Regions from separate parts of the Rattus norvegicus genome. Here region 1 is linked to region 2. The links are chromatin contacts, called in public Hi-C maps. All regions are on one chromosome and are shown on one strand. The core of a region is the stretch at or near the end of the contact, and the rest is flanking DNA. Distances in the headings are between cores, read along the strand shown. Region 1 overlaps Tnn (tenascin N). Region 2 overlaps Tnr (tenascin R).

Region 1 (3,356 bases), core at 36-2,535, 190 kb before region 2:
TTAAGTGAATTAAATATTATTGTGCTCACCAGTCAAAAGACATAAAATGAAATTTAGTTTTCAGCAGGCCATTTGTTACCCCAGCGCTAATATCTAAACAGCCTAAATTGAAAATGATTTTACACAATTGGCTAATTAATATGTTTATTTTTTCCTTTTATTTTATTTTATTTTATTTTTTTTTGGAAAAGAACAGTGTACAGCAATGATTTGCGGCTCTCTGCCTAAGTTGACCCCCTTGTCACCCTTGTGCCTCCCCTACATCTTGGGCTCACTGTCCGTCTTCCCACCATGGAGGCTTCTTTCTCTGTCCACTCAGCTTGTCAAATTCCAGGAGAGGGTACATGATCTGGCCCTCCTATTTTGGCTCATAACCCATCACTAGTAGAAATTTCTCTTCTTTTTCCTCTTCTATCAGAGAGCGAGTGGTTTCTTGCTCTTTAGGATTCCCCCCTACCATAAGCCACCTTACTCTTCTCCCAGATACTGGTTCTTGATGTTGTTTGTTTGTTTGTTTTACAGGGGGTGAACTGGGAGCCATGGAAAGGACATGAGTTCTCCATTCCTTACGTGGAGCTAAAAATCCGCCCCTTTGGTTACAGCAGAGACCGTTTCTCTGGCAGGAAGAAGCGGTCCATAGGAGGGAAGGCAAGAGTGTTCTAAAGGCCATCTGAGCTGTCTTCACAGGAGACAAGAGAGGCTTGGGGCGGACAGGGTGGGTGGTGGTGACGGGGGAGCTGAAGTTTGAGGGATGCTCAGAGCCTCTAATTTCTTAGATTGTTGGGTACACAGTGCTAATGATGTCATCATGCTTAGACCGTTAGAGGTTCCTTCCATGTCATCTGCATGTTTGCCCGTCTCTACTGAGGGCCCCGAAAGCCAACAATGTTGTAACTGAACAATACATATGGATAGGACACCGTGTTGGAAACACGAGGTTTTTCAACCCATCCTTACTTAATGACAAATGCATCGATCCAGTACATCGATAACAATATCAATTGGAAGTCTTTAGCAATTGGTGGAGATCTCTGTATGCGACTGATGATATAGATTTTTTAAAGAAAAAAAAAAACAGAGTGAGGTTCTGATCCCCCGGGGGTCAGAGCTGAGGCAAGCTGAGGCTTGTTGTCTCCTGGTTCTCCTGGTTTTGAGGGGAAAGAATAAATCTTACTCCTTTTAAACTTCCTGTGTTTAAAGAACGAACGAAGAGACCACAAAGGGGCCACGATGCAGTCATAGTTAAGTTCTGACTAGTCTCTAGCATTCTGGAGACCAAAGCTCCCGTCTTATTGCTATTTTTAACTGCCCCTTTTCTAGACATTTGCATAATCTCTTCCATAGATCTGCATATGTTGTAAATAAATTTGCAGTCATTTCAACTTTAAATAGCCAATCTCTCTAAATAACTGGTACCCTCAGCTTTCCCTGACTCACCTCCACGCCCCCCCCACTTCAGTCAGTCCCCAGCCTCCCTTCCCTGCTCTCCACACTGGAAGCTTCCTCATATCACCCTTCTTTCGTGTTTGGTATCATTTTGGAAGGTTTTCTGTAGCCAAGTCAGTGACCATTGAAGTAACTTAAATTCCTACTCAAGAAAACAAAAATAAAACATTTGATTTTAAAAAAAGATGTCTTGTGTTATTTTCTCCCCTAGAATTTTAAACTATGTACAACTGAAGTGATAATTTGAACGTTACCCTGGAATTTGGTTGGCTGTGGTCTCTTACCTGTGTGACAGTAGACATGGAAACCAGTGTTATTTGGAATGCAGTAGAAGTGTGGGAGTGGGAAGGAGGGCAAGTGTTCTAGAAGCTGCACTTTCCCGTCTTGTCTAGGGTGTGTGTGTTGCTTAGCTTTCTCAGGCTTCACCTCTGGGTCCATGCCAAGTCATACACCAGAAACCACTTGTGTTAACCATTCAGGTTTTCAGGATCCCCACCCGTACCCAGGCAAACACATTCAGCAAGGCCACAGCAATGGCCAGATCTGATGATGAAGCTCGCTCGGCATTGGGGCTAATCATTTAAAAAAAAAAAAAGTGCATACGCATTGTCATTGACTCAAGAATCTAGGAAGTGGTGGCCTACTGGAGAAACAAAAGGACATGTCACAACAGTCCTGGTGCTAACAGAGCTTGTACGCTGTCCTTTATTCATCCGCTTGTTTATTCAACATTTACTGCTTAAATCTCATCATGTACTGGGTTCTGTTCTAAGTGCCAAACCTATCCAAATAAACAGATTCATACCTTGTTCTACCTATGCTAGGCAAAGGCTGACAATAAACAGAATATGCTTCTAGCCTAGGAGTGGAGGTGGTCAGTAAATAGTGAATCAGCTCTATAGTTGGAGACTGATGAGCGACAAGTTTGTAACTTTAAGAAGTGATTGCTGCTGAGAGGAGCTGCTGAGGTGGCGACGGCAGCAGAGATGGGTACTGTAAAGACTTTCCTGAAGGGGAGAGATTCTCAGAGACAGATTCTCTCAGTCTTAAGGCACTTTTTTGGGGGGGGCATAAGCCCTAGGTAACTTCCTCCTCGGTCTTGGCCCCTTCTGTAGCACCTTCTAGCTCCATATCTTCTCCTCAGATTCTTTCTTCCCTGTTCTATACTTCTTTGCACAAATGGACCTCATCTCTGCAGATAAGAGTCCTTGGGATCATCGTGATCAGGTCAAATCTATTAGCAGGAAACTGCTTACCGGACAAAGGATTCAATCCCAGCACTAGCCCAGAGCCAGAGAGATTGCCTACAGTAGCAACACCCTCAGCTTTCAGCAGGCTTCCTAAGTGCGCTTGTTAAGACATTGTCTTGGTCAGTGTTCTATTGCTGTGAAGAGACACCATAACCACGCTTAGAAAGGAAAGCATGTGATTGGGGCTGGCTTACCGTTTCACAGGCGCAGTCCATTGTCATCACAGCAGAAAGCATGGGAGGCACACAGGCAGACATGGTTCTGGGGGGGGGGGGCGGGTAGCAGAGTTCCACATCCAGATCCACAGGCAGCAGGGAGAGAGAGATCCTGGGCCTAGCTTGGGCTTTTGAAACCTTAAACACCCCCCGGCCCCGGACACACTTCCTCCAATAAGGCTATGCCTACTTCCACAAAGACACACCTAATCCTTTCCAAGTAGTGCTACTCCCCGATGATCAAACCTATGGGGGCCATTCTTAGTCAAACCATCACAGACCAGGTTGGTGGGCTCCCTCTTCAGATGTTATGATCCATTAAAACTGCTCCTAGGATTGCTAACCTCTCTGTGTCTGTGTAGTTCTATAGCCAAGTTCTATAGCCAAGTTCTATCGCCATAGCCTTTGTTCCGGAGGACGGTTTGATGGCATCAGATGACACCAT
Region 2 (3,604 bases), core at 245-2,744:
AAACTGATGGCTGTGCCTTCCACCAGAATCTAGAGCAAATCTTTGCTAATTCTATGTGCTGTACTTGCTTAAGGACCAGAGAAGGAAGGCTAGTGGAGTTACTGAAAGAGAGACCTATCCTTGGGTTTATCCAGAGCTCCTTTTCTGAAGAAGGCATGGTAGAAGAATTTCTCTTTCCTACTTCCCATATTAAAGTTCATCTTTCTTCCCCACCTCCCTTCCTCTGGAGCTCCTTTTGAGGACACAAAGGACATTTAGTCAGCCTACAGGAGAACAAGGATTATATAGTGTTCCTGACAGCCTCTGGGGATGCTAAGAAGGGCCACCCTCACCTCTACTGCCTTCATACAGGTGAAGAACTTAGAGTCTTTTCCTTGGAGCAAAGACAACACACCTATGGGATGGTTATGTATGACGAATAATCTCACCCTACCCCTAGTTTCCTGAAACTGGAATAACAACTTTTCTCTGATGTTTCTCTCCCCCCACCCAATCTTAAAGAGATCCAATGGTTCAAATGTTTGCTGTGGAATCTATCTCCATCATGCATCTTGGAAAGGGCATTCTTCATAGTAGAAGTTCCGTGAACATTCCTAACCTGAACCAGCAAGACTTCTCCTCAAGTCTGACTCACCAAGCTCCTATTATTAGACAGAACAGTCTGTAGGGAGAGAAACCACAACTTGTCCTGAAGGACAGTGAGTCAGAGGAGCCAAGGAATGTCGTCTCAGGCCCTGGAGCCAGTATCTGCTGTATGAGCTGGAATGATTTCACTCTGCTTCCGGTGTTTGTTTCAAGCCCGCTGCTTATGTCCTGACTGGACACCCAACAAAAGAGCCATGTGTGTTTACCTGTGTGCACCAGGGTGCAGATGCGTTCACTCTCCTCCCTGCCGCGTACACTGTTGAGGCTTATTTCATATTCAGTAGCTGGATAGAGCCTGGTGATTGTGAACTCTGTCACAGTGTTGGGCACGACAGAGCTGTCCAGCCGTCCCACTGAGGAAGAACAAAATCCATCATTAAAAGTTCAACAGTTCTCTCATCAGCGGGTCCATGGCTCCGTGTACATTGGGACAGTGGGTCATGAGGCACAGATGGATGTGGGCTCAGCATGCAATGGGGAAGGGAAGGCAGATAAATGATTCATAAGATGGTAATTATGGGGTTTACATAGATCTTATATGCTGGCCTCACTCTTTCATTTTATGGGCTTCTTGGAACAAAAGTAAATGAGCCATTTATTATGTAGATTTCTATCAGACTGGTCTTCTCTGAGGTGGGCATATCAGTATAGTGACAGGGTATAGTATATCAGAGTGAGCAGAGCTGCAAAAAGTATCCTATGCAGCCCAGAGAAAGGTAGCCTGGAAACTGTCCTACCTCTGGCTGGAAGTGAACATTCCCTCCACTTTGTTAACAATGCCTCATATACCAGCAAGAACTGGCAGTATACAGGCAAGCTCTCTGCCAGTTTCTCTGACTCATACATTGGCGACAATAGTAGAATTAGGATCACATCATTGCGGTTCCCTCCAGGGCTCCATCTGGCTCTGCTAGGTCTTTATCCTTACCCTGGATTCTAGTCTTAGACTTTATGCTCTGTATAGTACATGTAGTGCTGGCTCTTGATAAAGTCGTTTAGAATTCATTGTTTTTCATTGTGTAGCCTAGCTAATGGTGTCCAGTTATTTCCAGTGGTAAAAGTGTTTGGCTCTCTTGGTGGGATAATCAAGCCTATTTTGAGAGGAGTTGGTGAGCTCATGGTTTCTCGGTTTTTCTTCATCAATACACTCTCATTTTGAGGGATTATGCTACAGAGGGGGCCTATGCCATGTGGTTGTGGTTGTGCCCCCATAATCATCTCTAACCAACTTCGAGCCTTATTTATGTTTGAGAAACAAGATCATATCATTACCTTGGGTGGGTCGATAGGATACTCGGTAGTAATCAAAAGGCGCAACAGGAGGGCTCCAGGAAACTGTCAGGGAGTCCTTAGTCACGTTGCTAATTGTGATGTTTTTGGGAGGATCAATTCCTACAAAGATCAGGGAGTTGTGGGGAAAAGACAGAAGCACAGTTTGAAAATGGAATATCTATTCCTAGATTTGTGTTGATCCACTAATATCCCTCAGGCAGGCATAACCCTACACAACTAACTGGGCATCCCTAAATGACAGTGTGATGTCACACTTGTAACATTGTAGCTATAGCTAAAGCCAGTCATGAATGTCCTAACAACAGGAAGCTAAACTGGCAAGATCTGTGTTTCTGTGCAGCAACTACTACTTATGTAGACCAACTAGAAATTTCCTGTTAAGTTCATGTGTTTTATTTCAAATAGAGAATCACATAATTATCTTCTCGAAGGGAAACTTCTCCTGGAAAAAGTCAACTCTGCTACTCTCTCTTAGTTTTTATCATCTACTTTTGGCTCAGTTTGGAAAAATTGCCTATTAACTGTAGAGAGAGTTTAGAGCACAAATCCTAAACAAATATACTTTCCTAAGTTATATTTTATTTATGGTGCATATTTATGGTGCACTTAAACTGTGGGGTTGCACTAGCAGACTAACATACTTTTCCAATTTGTGAGTTCTTGTCAGTATGGAGGGAACTATCTAATCATACGTGTTTTTATGTACAAATATGTCATTTTGGCATTGCATTTGCAAATGACCAAATGGAAATGACCCAACTCATCTAGGAGTTCTAAGTCTTCCAAACAGTGCAAATCAGCTCCTGTCTCTGAATGTCAGGTTACTACATGGTTACATGCTAGCTCTCTGTTAATTCTGAGGAAGAATCATTTATTAGGCAGTCAAGAGATGGCTCTCTAGAATAGAAACATCACCTTTTTACTTAGAAGGATTCCCTCAGAGACAAGCTTTTTCCAGGGCATTTTCCTAGATTGGTAAATCTAGGACCAATACATCCAAGACTTGAGCCTGCAGAGCATTGGGCCTTTCCTACTTTTCAAATGGGAGTTTCTCATCCTATGTCTCTTATGCAGGGCTGGAAGAAGTACCTGCTTCAAAGTAACTCACAGAAGTCTATTAGCCACAGACTCAGTCTGCTGTTTATTGAATGCTTCCTTTTTTAGATTGCATTGGCTTTTCAAAGGCTGAAGTGAGAACCCTCTTCAACCTCTCCAGCCTCACCTGTAGTGATAGAACCCACTATGGGTTCAGAGGTTACTGTCCCATGGACAGCTACGAGATTCACTATATATTCAGTGGCTGGCTGTAGACCCATTAGGACGGCGTGCCTCTTGGTGGCATCCAAGAGAACCTCCATCATCTCCTCCTCTTCATCCCTGGGGCTGTAGTTCAGAATGAGTCTGTCTGCTGGGGGAGATGGGTCACTCCAGGTGATGTTGACACTGGAGGAGGTCACATGAGAAAAGTGCAAGTGGGAGATAGGGCGGAAGCCTGCAAAGTAGAGAAGATTGGCTGCTCTGAGGCATATGTGTGGTAGCGGGCCATTGGGCCGAGATTCTTGACTTCCCTCTATGATGATGAGGGCTATACTCTCACCTGCTGGCTCAGAGGACCTACCTCCTCCTCCCACTCCAGTCCAGGCTAGTCCACTCTTTCCAAGGCACA

Evidence for each region. A called contact is a pair of places that touch in the nucleus more often than the background predicts.
Region 1: a contact with region 2 is called in a Hi-C map of the A7r5 cell line, with 2.9 times the contacts expected there. The contact joins two enhancer-like sites. A contact is called at or near these places in 2 of 12 Hi-C or Micro-C datasets (the A7r5 cell line and mammary epithelial cells).

What each region holds. Positions count from the first base shown.
Region 1 is chr13:74,850,855-74,854,210 of GRCr8, reverse strand. It overlaps Tnn (tenascin N), which reads left to right. Exons shown (of 22, transcript NM_001107189.2): 22 at 523-1,625. The coding sequence ends at 663. Among named protein-coding and RNA genes, the nearest start is that of Kiaa0040, 45 kb to the right of the region's middle. Within about 2 kb of position 1,285, at least 3 of the 93 cell types and tissues checked have an H3K27ac peak or open chromatin away from gene starts, as enhancers often do. A contact at or near this core is called in the A7r5 cell line, where this site is marked.
Region 2 is chr13:74,661,896-74,665,499 of GRCr8, reverse strand. It overlaps Tnr (tenascin R), which reads right to left. Exons shown (of 21, transcript NM_013045.2): 10 at 3,161-3,430; 11 at 1,918-2,037; 12 at 852-998. Among named protein-coding and RNA genes, the nearest start is that of Tnr, 39 kb to the right of the region's middle. Within about 2 kb of position 1,494, at least 25 of the 93 cell types and tissues checked have an H3K27ac peak or open chromatin away from gene starts, as enhancers often do. A contact at or near this core is called in the A7r5 cell line, where this site is marked.